3 separate regions of the Mus musculus genome follow, and all the other regions are linked to region 2. Evidence: chromatin contacts called from public Hi-C and HiChIP or PLAC-seq data. All regions are on one chromosome and are shown on one strand. Each heading gives the region's core, a stretch centred on a gene start, on an enhancer-like site or on the middle of the called end of the contact. The rest is flanking DNA. Distances are from core to core; before and after follow the strand shown.

Region 1 (3,798 bases), core at 536-3,035, 520 kb after region 2:
TCATGAGTTGTTGGAAATGTTGCATTTAGGATTGAGGTCTAGAATAGAAATTTAAGCCTGAGAGCCATCATCACTTAAAAAGCTGTGACAGACTTTAATCTGTCTCACTGAGATGTGGGGGCAGTAATATATAAACCAAGGATTCTAGTACTTTAGTGGCGGTCATAAAGAAAAACCCATCCCGTCAAGAGTTAGGGATTGGTTTAACAATGTGATATCATAACATTGTGAAATCATAAACAATGTGAAGCATAAAAATAGAAAATAAATCACTTAACAAAAAGATATCAGTGACATTACCAAAATAATTTCAGCCCAGTAATATGGGTAGAAGCCAGGCTCTGAGTTATTACTGTGAAAGAAGATTGATAAGTGGTTCTTTGAAAAAGTTGGGTAGTCAAAGAAAGAAGAGAGATAGGACAGAAACCTCAAAGAGAAGGCGGCCTGAAAAGAGCCAGTATGTTCTCAGTATCCTTTTTGGGTTTTTTTGATGAAATGTCTGTGGGAGACAGATGATTAAGTGGATTCACTAAATATCTGTTTTAGCTCATGATATGGGAAGTGATTGCAGTTAGGCAAGTCCTAAACAACTACACTTACTCTTCACAGTGGTACAGTTTACCTTACATGAAGATGAGAAGCTGACAAATTGCTAACATAAGTAACTAGGCCACAGATAGCAAGTAACAGAGACAGATCCAAACTGAGGCACCTCGGGCCTGAGTCTACCATTTTACCCAGTCTCCTAGGTTTTCCTGTTTGTCCAAAAGCTGTTTCTGCTTCTATTTTTTTTAACAGAATTTGTCTAGTATAAACATTTTTCAGAACATTGTCTTTACACTATTTTTATAGGACCTCATTCAAATTGTTTCACATATTCAAAGACTTATTTCCTGTCCATTATTCTTTTGCTGAGGACCCAGAATAAGCAGGCTTGACTCTTGTCAGTTAATCAGCCCATGTGGAAACTCAGTAGACCAGTGATCCCCTGCCTTGATTAAATACTTCACTCTTCTTTTTTTTTAAAGCTTTCTTTCATGTACTGTATGTGTATGCATATGTGTGTGTGTGCACAAAAGTCAGAGGAAACCTGCTGGAGTCATTTCCTTCCACCACAATGGTCCTAGAGATCAAATTCAAATCACCAGATTTGGTGACAACTGTCATTACCTGCTGAGCCATCTCTCCCCAAGCCCTAAATATTTCTTAAGAATAAATAAACCAGAACCCGTGTGCCATTGAATATACACACCCACAAGCATATGCTGCACACGAGTCTGTGGGCGCATGTGCGTGCACACACACTCATCATCATCATCATCATATAATAAAGTTTTAAGAACTGTTTTTTCAAGAAAAATAACTAAACTGCATGTTGGCATACTCAGCCCCACAATTCCTGTCCTTGGGAGGCTGGTGAAGGAGGATTGCAAGATCCATGTCATGCCTGAACTATCTAGAAAGACTCTGTCTAAGCAAATAAGCCTTCTGGGTATGTGTGCGTTAGTAATATTTTCAAGTTTTGTTTGAAACATAGATGTTTTCTCTCTTGCTTTGTGTAAAGAATTATATGCATAGAAAGAATTCTAAGGATGAACCAGAAATTATCTTTTACTCTGAGGAACAGAGGTACTTCCAAGCTAGATTTTGTGTTCCTTCTGGAAGGATACAAGCTAGCCCAGTTGTCATTTTATTTGTACCAGACCCTGTCTACATGATGTACATCCTTTCTTCTGCCAGGCCATAAGTGACTTTGTTTCAACTGACTCATGGTATTTTCCATGAATAAGTATGCTTCAGTCAAAAACCATTTAGAGCATTCATGTCCCAACTTTCCATTCTGCCTCCTCTCCCCTTTAGCTGTTTCTATTTACATTTGAATGAGCAGGTTTGTTAACTTTAATAAATCTTGGGCTTATTTGATTTTCCTTTGTTTTTTGGGTTTTTTTTTTAAGGTTTATCCTTGCCTTTAAAAAAACGAGATTTTTTTTCTATAACCTAAATATATAATTGTAACTAGTGATGAGCTTATAAGAGAATAACCCTAGAAATAGTTCATGTGTTACCACAAGCATAATTTACATTGAAAAGATGCACACACTGAATGAGTCTGAAGTGGTATGCAGGAAGGTTATATTTATTGATTGGTTTTCTGTATGTCTGTGTGTGCATATAGGTTTGTGCATGTACCCTAGCACGTGCCTATAAATGTCAGCACAACTTGTGGGAGTCAGTTTTCTACTTCTGCCAGGAGGGTCCTGGGTATTGAATTCTGACCAGCCTTGGTGGCAAGTACCTTATCCACTGAGCTTTCCCACAAGCTCAAGAGAGTGGTTCTCATATCTCTTGAAAAAGTTTCTTTCCAAAACTCATCTTACTTGAATCCTGTGTTAGAATGTTTTCTCTGTATATTATTTTGTTTAAAATTTTTTCAGATATACAAAGAGTTGGAAAAAATAATAAGTGCTTCTTGATTTTTTTCATGTGTCTTCTCATGTATCCACATCATTCTTACCCTGTCTTTCTATGAGCATTTCCACGCAAATTATGGTTAGTATAGTTTACTAGAATATTTTTAAAAGGGTGGGTGTGGTGGTCTTCTTACTTCCCTGGGAGCGCTGCCTGGTACCCATACACTGCCACTGAATAGGACTAAGTCACCTTCTCCTTCAGGAGAAGTTGCAGTAGTAACTTCTCAATGGAATATTTTGGTGGTTTCTACCATGGGAAAGCTCTTTGAAACTAGCTGATATCCAAAATAAACAGTCATTTACGAATGATCTGACAGAGAATATTATTTCCCTGCCCCCACAGTCCTATCCTAAATTTATGATTGGGTACATTAAAAATAAGGCTTTCTTTTAACGTCAGTCTGACAAAAGTCCTAGGTACTGAGATACAGAAACTGTTTCTTGGCTCTTCTTGGTGCCTGCAGTTGTTTTACCATATGGCACTGCTCTAATTTTGTCTGTGTTCTTCTCTTGAGACTTTTGTGAATAGATTACATTTTTAGAAAAAGTTTAAAATAACTTTTTAAAATGTCAAAGCCTTCTCAGTAGGATAAGGTGCCATGCAACATTGTGTCCACGAGAGGCCTTGTCTTTGTTTGGCTCTGTATCCAGTGCTGACCTAGAACTCTCTGTAGCCTAGGCTGACCTCAAACATGAACTGATCCTCCTGCCTCTGCCTCCCAAATTCTGAGATTACATGGATGTGCCATCTGCCCAGTGCCAGAAGCTATCTTAATAGAATTATTCTCTAAAATGGAAATACGTTGAATCACTGCTTACTCCATATTCCATATTATAAATTAGCTTTAATCAAATTCAGGAAAGCCTCCTTTGAAACAAAATCTAGAGTAATCTTAGACCCAAAGAGATAATTCAGTTTAAAAAGGAGTTTAGCCTCTCAGTAACTATTCTCACTGGAAATGCAGTCTCTGGCCAGACTTGTGTTCTTCCTCCCACAGGCAGCGTAGCCACACCAGGCCCTCTCGTGAGCACTGAGGGTCTGAACGCTGGTCCGTGCCTGGACAGCACACACTTTCCCAATAGAGCCATCTCCACAGCCCCCAAACATAATTCTTAAAGGCAAGGACAGAGACAAGCTAGGAAGCAAACAATGATAAACCTAGTTCATCCCCTGCAGTGCTCACATCCTGTACAGAAGATGCAGTATCATAGAAAAGGCCTGGACCTAGCAGTCAGAATTGGATTTTTATTCAAATTTTAAAACCAGTTATGTGGACTTAAGTCTCTAGTCCTAAAGAGAGAGACACAGCTATAAAAATATTATAAG
Region 2 (3,801 bases), core at 1,134-3,633:
TCATTATCATCATTGATCATACGTTTTCTGGGGACTACACAGAAGACTCAGTGGGTCTTGTAGACTTGCAGCACAATCGTGAGGACCCAAGTTCAAATCCCCGGCACTCACACTTGAAAAAAGTAATTCAGATGTGGCAGTACCCAGTACCTTTTGTCCCTGGGAGTGGACAGAGCTGGTCGCCAGCCTGGCTCCAGCTTTGGTGGGGGACTGTGTCTTAAGGGAGTAAGGTAAGACACTTCTCCTCAGCCTTTCACACCGTGTGTACCCACACACGCATGCACATACAACAGATACACATTTATCACACACACACTCATCACAAAAACAACAGTTAAATGGCTATACCCTAGTATTTTTACACAATTCGACCAGTTGGAGCTCTAACTGAGTAATGGTACACAAATACCTGTTAGAGCTGTAACAACCACCTGACCCATTAAAAAAAAGGCCAAGATTCAAGCTGGGTGGTAGTGGTGGTGATGGGCACCTTTAATCACAGCACTTTGGGAGGCAGAGGCAGGCAGATCTCTGAGTTTAAAGCCAGCCAGGTTTACAAAGTGAGTTCAGGGCTACACAGAGAAACCCTGTGTTGGAAACCGAACGGCCAGGATTCAGGACTGGAGAGATGGCTTAGCAGTTAAGAGCAGGTTCTTACAGAGGGTTAGAGTTCATTTCTCAGGCAGCTTGCACCTGACTATGATTCTAGCTATAGGAGTATCTTAAACCTCTGGCCAGTTTGGGCACCTGCATACACACACACACACACACACACATACACACACACACACAAATTCTAAAGGCCAAGAGTCCCGTGTTTGGATTGGACCAGGACTTAACCTTGCTGTGTGCCACTTCGATTGCCAGCGGGTGATGGTGAAATGCATTCTAAGCTCCCAGTTCACATCCAACAGACATTCACCAGAAGTTTCTGAGCAAGGACTCTGAGAGGCCAGGGACAGCACAAGCCCTCATGGGCCAAACAGCCAATGGAGGTCTGTGCAGGCAGCTGTGAAATTCTGCCGTCGCGTTCAAGTGGTAATACTTGAGATACTCTTAACCCAGAAATTGAATGGAATGTTAATAATATCTCAAACCTTAATCTCTCAGTAACACGTCATTATGTTTCAGTATAATTAGATATTTCTTTGGACTCAGTATGTGTATCTAAATTTCTCTTTTAAAAAAAATGCTATTGGTGTGAGTGTGTGTGGGGTGTGTGCCTGTGTGCTTGTATGTTCATGTTTATGTGAGTACCCACAGAGGCCACAAGAGTGAGAGTTACAGGGGCTTGTGAGTCACCTGACATAGGTGCTAGGAACAGAACCCAAGCCCTCTGCAAAAAAGTAGGACTTGTTTTTTGGTCTTTTGAGACAGGGTTTCTCTGTGTAGCCCTGGCTGTCCTAGAACTTGTTTTGTAGACCAGGCTGGGTTCAAACTCCTAAGTGCTAGGATTAAAGGCCTGTATCACCAGTCCCGGCAGCAATTGCTCTTAACCACTGAGCCATCTCTCCAGAACCCCCCCCCTCCCCTAAAATGTTTATTTAGAATTCCATGGCCACTGAAACCCTCGGGTTGGCCCAAAAGAGAACTTTATTCCCGTTGGTGTTATGGGAAGCAGGAGGAGGCTTCTCACATTCCTAATATTTTTTTTTCATAGAACAAGCCTTGGTTTTTATTACGTTAAAAAAAGTCTCATATTAATTTTATTTTCTGACTCTATGCTTGTGCTTCAACGTTTCTACAATGATTTTTCCACTCCTCAGTAAGGGATACTATTACGGGGCTTTGAGTCAGCCTAGTTTTGTTAGAGTCTGTATTTTAGGAAAGCTTACCACGGTATGGCAAGTGAGAGCCTCCAAACACCGTCCCTGTAAGAGCAAAAATGATATTTCTAGTATTTCAGTCCTTGCTGCCCCCCCCCACCCCCGAAGTCAAAATTAAATTTAAAGGAATGATGCTTTTCTGAAATGTGTGTGGATGTCTCCAAATACGTTCACTCAGCCATTCATCCCCAGCAGTTATGTGGGTGTCTAACCTGGTATAGAGGCCGGGACTCAGAAATAAGTGATTCTCTGAAATAATACGCTCATAGTTCCCTCCCACACACTGATGGCTCCCAGGAGCCTTGGAGACCTGCCTTCATAGAGTACTGGCGGTTGTTGGGGGCAGATCCTCTCAAGGTTGCCGAGGGCAGCGCTTTGGCGTGGATGTATTTCACCCACGCGTGTCCGGGTCTGAATTCCAATTTTGGCCCGGGGCAGTGGGGTTGGACTGTGCTGGCCTAGAAAATCATTTCCTGCCGTCATCGTCACAGTATCCGTGGTTGTGCAAGTGCCCTCATCGGGAAGGAAGTGGCTGATGGGCTGTTTGTTTTGGCTGGGGGCTCGCAGATGGCCTCTGGGGAGAGGGCCGGGTGAGCTGGGCACAGATCTCAGGGCGCCCCGGGCAGGGACCTGAGCCAGGCCCTCGCGGGTGTGGTAGGCTCCTGGGATGGTCGGGGATGCGGGTCTGGGTCTTTAGTGAAGGAGCTGATCCTGAGAGTAGCAAAGAGAGTCTCTGCTTTTGTGGACTCTAGGTGGCTCTAGGCTTTGTCATGGAAGATGAAGCCTGGGAAGGGACAGGCTGAAAAGGCATTGGTGATGCTTGGTCATGAGAAGACAAAAGCCATCAGGGTGGGCCGAATGATCTCCAGCCTCCCCCCCTCCCCCCCGTTTTGTTTGTGTTTGCCTTTTAGAGGTGTTCGTTTGTGTGTTTGTTTGTTTGTTTGTTTTAATAAAATTGTGTGTGTGTGTGTGTGTGTGTGTGTGTGTGTACACGTGTGCCCGCGAGTGTATGCAGGTACCCTAGGAGATCAGAAGAGAGTATCTATCAGATCCTGTGGCTCTGGAGTTACAGGCTGCCTTACATGGTCACTGGCAAGTGAATTCTGATCCTATGGAAGAGCAATGAGTGCTCTTAACCACTGATCCAGCCTTTGTGTATGTTTTAGAACAGGGTCTTACTCTGTGGCCCCAGCTGGCCTCTTAAGTACCAGTCATCTTGCCTCAAGCCTGCTGAGTGCTGAGACTGCAGACATCTGCCACGACGCCTGGCTAAGATCCAGTCGTCCCAACAAGCCAGGGAGAGAGCCAGGGTGGTGAAGGTTTGTGTTCCCAGAAAACCCCAGGGTTCAAGCCCCACCAAGACCCTTTTCCTGGGCCAGGACTTCAGATCCACCGGAAAGCGCACAGATCTAGGCTTCCCACAGTCTCCAGCAAGGTCTCTTGCATTTAACAGGGAGACGAGAATCTCACGCCTACACTCATTCCCGTCAGGCATCGGATAACACACTTGTCAGCCCACATGTTAAACCAGAAGGAAGGACATGTCTGGAAAAGAAGGAGAGAGGAATCCATCCCGTGGCGACTGCACAGCAAAGGGCAGAGCAGCCTGTGCTGCGGGCAAAGGGTTAGGCAAAAGCACTTGAAGCAATGGGTGGCCCACAGTTTGGACAGGCAGGAACTGATAGCTGCTGAGCAGGAGGAAGGAGAGGAGAGAGGGAAACCCACCTCAGGTTTTTGGTAGGGTGAAGTGGGGTAGGACTGTGTGTCTCGAGGGGAGGGATGGCTCCACCCCCTTGCCCAGAGTCCCTGTGTCTACAACTATATGGGCACAGTCTAGCAGAGGGAATGTAGGGTGAACTGCTGGGTCTCCAGGGCTGACCCCTTAGCAAAGTGGAGCTGGCAGCTTCTGCTGACTCAAGGACATTTCCAGGCTTGACCTTAAGGCCAATTAAAAACAGCTGCTTCTCTTGGCTGG
Region 3 (3,808 bases), core at 1,306-3,805, 600 kb after region 2:
TGGGCCTTTGCTAGTGCTGTCCACCAATTGAGAATGTAAGACATTAGCACTCTCCCAGCGAGGCAGTATGCACCTTTAATCCAAGCACTCAGGAGACAGAGGCAGGGTGATTTCTGCGAGTTCAAGACCACCCTGGTCTACATAGTGAGTTCCAGGACAGCCAGGATAACATAGGGAGGCCCTGTCTCAATAAAAAGGGAGTTGGAGGAGAAATTAACACTCAGAACCATCATTGTGAGCTAGATTGATTTGCTCTTGTCATGGAGCAACACCCTCCTCTGTGCAACAGTATCTGCCAGTTGACTGGGAGTTCTCGTCTCAGCAGACTCTGTCAAACCAGTTACTCACAGATATTTCCGAAGGTCTGGAAGAAAACTCGACCTTTGCAAACTCTAGCTACTTGATCCTTCCAGAGGTTTGGACTCTAGAGAAACCATTAATTTATACACTAGGATGGAAAAAGAAAGGACACTGATAGTGATCTTTGGAAGTACTTGAGTAGAAAAAAAAAGGCTCTAGGAGCCAAACAGTGCTTAACAAAAGACACTGCTGTTAACAGAAGCACTTTATTGTAGTCAATTGAGTGGTGAATGTATATTGCTGCTGCAGGCTTGTAGCCTCCGGAGAGTAATAAAATGGAACTGACATGGGTAGTTACTTGGGGTGGAACTTCCTTTTGGTTTAGAACACATCTTGACTTGTCTTTTTTTCTAACTTAATGTCTTGGTCACATGTTCAGAGATGACTCCTTATTCATCTATCTCTAGGGGAGTTAAGGTAGCAAGTCACATGCCGTTAGAACTGTACAGAAAGTCTTAAGTAGGTTGCTACAATAGAAAGCTACTTATAGGACAAACTCACCTCTGCAGCGAGGAGTAGTTCACGCTGTAGGAGAGTGCATACATGTGTCATCTCAGCAGCTCTCCTTACAATAACCAGCCTCTGTTTGCCTGCACTCGCAGATTGTTGATCTTTTACTGACCCATGGAGCTGATGTCAACATGGCAGACAAGCAGGGTCGTACTCCCCTGATGATGGCTGCTTCTGAAGGCCATCTAGGAACCGTGGACTTCCTACTAGCACAAGGTAAGCCCTGAAAGACGGTGAACAGAGCCTGTAAGAATCCACTTAACTCCAGGCTCGTTAAGAATGATAGTACTAATTGGGTTAACTAGAAAATGCAAAGCTGGGCTGGAGAGATGGCTCAGAGGTTAAGAGTACTGACTACTCTTCCAGAGGTCCTGAGTTCAAATCCCAGCAAACACATGGTGGCTCACAACCATCTGTGATGGGATCCGATGCCCTTTTCTGGTGTGTCTGGAGACAGCGACAATGTACTCACATACAATAAATCTTTTTTATAAAAAGAAAAAAAAAGAAAACGCAAAACCAGATGCTCCTGCTCTCTTTTTTATTTTTCTCCTCCAGTTTTTTTCTTTAAGATTTATTTATTTTATTTATGAGTACACTGTCGTCATCAGACACACCAAAAGAGGACACCAGATTCCATTACAGATGGTTGTGAGTCACCATGTGGGTGCTGGGAATTGAACTCAGGACCTCTGGAAGAGCAGTCAATGCTCTTGACCGCTGAGTGGTCTCTCCAGCCCCTCTCCTCCAGTTTTTTAAACTAAAACTCCAGGCTGGCCTTGAACTCACATTTGTTTCTTGCCTCAATCACCTAAGTATACCTGGTGTTCTCTTGCATGCTCTGTGTGTGTGTGTGTGTGTGTGTGTGTGTGTGATGCATGTGTGTGTGTTATATGTACATTTGAATGGGCATATGTTTTATCACTATGTAGACCAGGCTGACCTCAAACTTGAGGTGACCCTTCTATCTTAGCTTCTAGAGAGCAAAGTTTACATGTATACCTTACCACCCCAGCCTGCCCACTTACACACTGGGGAGTTCTAACTCTGACACTCTCTTTTTCTTTATAGCCTGAGGGATTATTATGAAATCAATACATTCTGAACTCTTTATTTCAAGTCCAGACTTCAATGTTTTTTTGATGTATACCCAGTAAATATCCATCTATTTTAGAGGCTGATTTGCTGTTGCTGCTGCTACTGTTGATGGGGGTGGGAGTAGGGTTGGGGGTGGTATGGTGTCTTACTATGTAGGCTGGCCTGGAACTCTCTCTATAGACCAGGCTGGCTGCAAACTCACACAGATCCACCTGCCTCTGCCTCCTAAGTGTTGGGATCAAAGGTGTGCACCAACATACCAAGTAAAGCTGCATATCAGTTTGTCAGCCTGCACAGCTAACATGTTTTTTCTCTAACCCAAAGGAGGTAAAGGGAAGTTAAGACACTTGCTAGCAATGAGACCCTCTTTAGAGAATTAGGATATTGCTATTAAGCTATCATAATAAATTCCCTGTGGTGCTTTCCAACATACTCACACCCTTGGTAAGTGGGAAACTGCATTTTCTCTACAGGTGCACATGGTAAATTATTTCAGCCTCTTGCTGATTGCCCTAAGCTCAGCCACCTATGCAATAGTGGCATCATAGACTGCCATAGAGAAAAGGCTCGTCACTAGTAGCACTGCAGCACCACCTAGTGGAGTCTTGGATTTGGATCAAGAAGTAGGTAGAAAGGCGATTGAAACTATGACATCATTCCAGTTAGCCTTCGCTGTTAATAAACCAACCTTAAATATATATAATTATCTATACACAGATGCACTTTCCTTTAAGGGATCCAGCCTTCTGAAGAACTGTGCCCAGACCTGAACAGCCAAAGTTGAATAGGAAGACTGGCTTCTCTTAAGAGACTTGCTGTGTCTTTAGCTCTATCTTTTCAAGAAAGATTTGTTTCCACAACCTGAGACTCAAAGGTGGCTAGAATCAAAAATTGTGCTTGCAGGGTACAGTGTAGCTCTTGCTTCCATGGTACAAGTTGCCAAACAAGTCTGACTTCATAGGGAACAGACCTAGGTTCTTAAGACGTGGCACAAAGCCACAAACTGTGTCCAATAGAAGAGGCAGGGCCTCTTCAGCACTGATGACCTTAGATGACTACTGTGTTTGCTGCATGACAGCAGACATTCATTAGGCATAGATGACAGAGGTTTGTTCTTCCTTACCCATGGTCTTTGAACCTTTTGTATTTTCTATTTAGGTTTTCTTAGTTTTGTTTTGTTTTTCACTTAAGTGAGTTTTCACTAAGTAAGTTTACATTATTTGTAGAATATTGTAGAATAGGAACTCTCAAGCAATTTTATTTTTTTTTAAGTAATCTATAATTTAGAGGCTGGTAGTACAGTTTAGCTGGCTGAGTGCTTGCCTAGCATAGCAAATTGATTCAAAAAAATTGAGTCAAAATTCAAAAGGCTCCAAGTTCAGTCCCAGTACCACAAAAACTGAACTGGCACACACTTATAACCACAGCATTCAACAGATGGAGATGTGACTCAGACAGGCCTTGAACTCACTGTGTAGCCCAAGCTACCCTCAAACTCCTGCTTACTCCTGCCTATTTTCGGGATTACTGATATATGTCACCATGGCCAGCCAGAGCCAATCTTAAAATGAAAAAAAAAAAAAAATCTAGAAGTAAAAGCTATTCTTCAATAGTATGTATACCTTAAATATCAGCATTCCTTTCGGCTACAAACTTTAGTGTCCTCAGTCCTGTTAAAACAGAACTCTCACTCTTTTTTTCAGGTGCCTCCATTGCCCTGATGGACAAAGAAGGACTAACAGCCCTTAGCTGGGCTTGTCTGAAGGGCCATCTCTCAGTAGTACGCTCTCTGGTGGATAACGGGGCTGCTACAGACCATGCAGACAAGAATGGCCGTACC

What was found. Hi-C and Micro-C count contacts between places; a contact is called where the count stands out from the background. HiChIP or PLAC-seq counts read pairs in DNA pulled down with a chosen protein or histone mark.
Region 1: a contact with region 2 is called in an H3K27ac HiChIP or PLAC-seq map of the NIH/3T3 cell line, with 7 times the contacts expected there. The contact joins two enhancer-like sites. A contact is called at or near these places in 1 of 484 Hi-C or Micro-C datasets (bone marrow-derived macrophages), 1 of 115 datasets of contacts at active chromatin or transcription factors (the NIH/3T3 cell line) and 1 of 9 other capture datasets (embryonic stem cells).
Region 3: a contact with region 2 is called in a Hi-C map of bone marrow-derived macrophages, with 14 read pairs. The contact joins two enhancer-like sites. A contact is called at or near these places in 1 of 15 datasets of contacts at CTCF or cohesin (embryonic stem cells), 1 of 484 Hi-C or Micro-C datasets (bone marrow-derived macrophages), 9 of 115 datasets of contacts at active chromatin or transcription factors (the NIH/3T3 cell line, bone marrow-derived macrophages, cardiomyocytes and 6 more) and 2 of 9 other capture datasets (liver and pancreatic islet).

Annotation. Positions count from the first base shown.
Region 1 is chr11:105,825,361-105,829,158 of GRCm38.p6, forward strand. The region is part of intron 8 of Tanc2 (tetratricopeptide repeat, ankyrin repeat and coiled-coil containing 2); the gene reads left to right. Among named protein-coding and RNA genes, the nearest start is that of Cyb561, 120 kb to the right of the region's middle. Within about 2 kb of position 1,786, at least 7 of the 459 cell types and tissues checked have an H3K27ac peak or open chromatin away from gene starts, as enhancers often do. A contact at or near this core is called in the NIH/3T3 cell line, where this site is marked.
Region 2 is chr11:105,309,413-105,313,213 of GRCm38.p6, forward strand. All of the region lies in intron 1 of Mrc2 (mannose receptor, C type 2), which reads left to right. Among named protein-coding and RNA genes, the nearest start is that of Mrc2, 19 kb to the left of the region's middle. Within about 2 kb of position 2,384, at least 119 of the 459 cell types and tissues checked have an H3K27ac peak or open chromatin away from gene starts, as enhancers often do. A contact at or near this core is called in the NIH/3T3 cell line and bone marrow-derived macrophages, where this site is marked.
Region 3 is chr11:105,909,241-105,913,048 of GRCm38.p6, forward strand. It overlaps Tanc2 (tetratricopeptide repeat, ankyrin repeat and coiled-coil containing 2), which reads left to right. Exons shown (of 26, transcript NM_181071.3): 20 at 963-1,086; 21 at 3,672-3,808. Among named protein-coding and RNA genes, the nearest start is that of Cyb561, 33 kb to the right of the region's middle. Within about 2 kb of position 2,556, at least 12 of the 459 cell types and tissues checked have an H3K27ac peak or open chromatin away from gene starts, as enhancers often do. A contact at or near this core is called in bone marrow-derived macrophages, where this site is marked.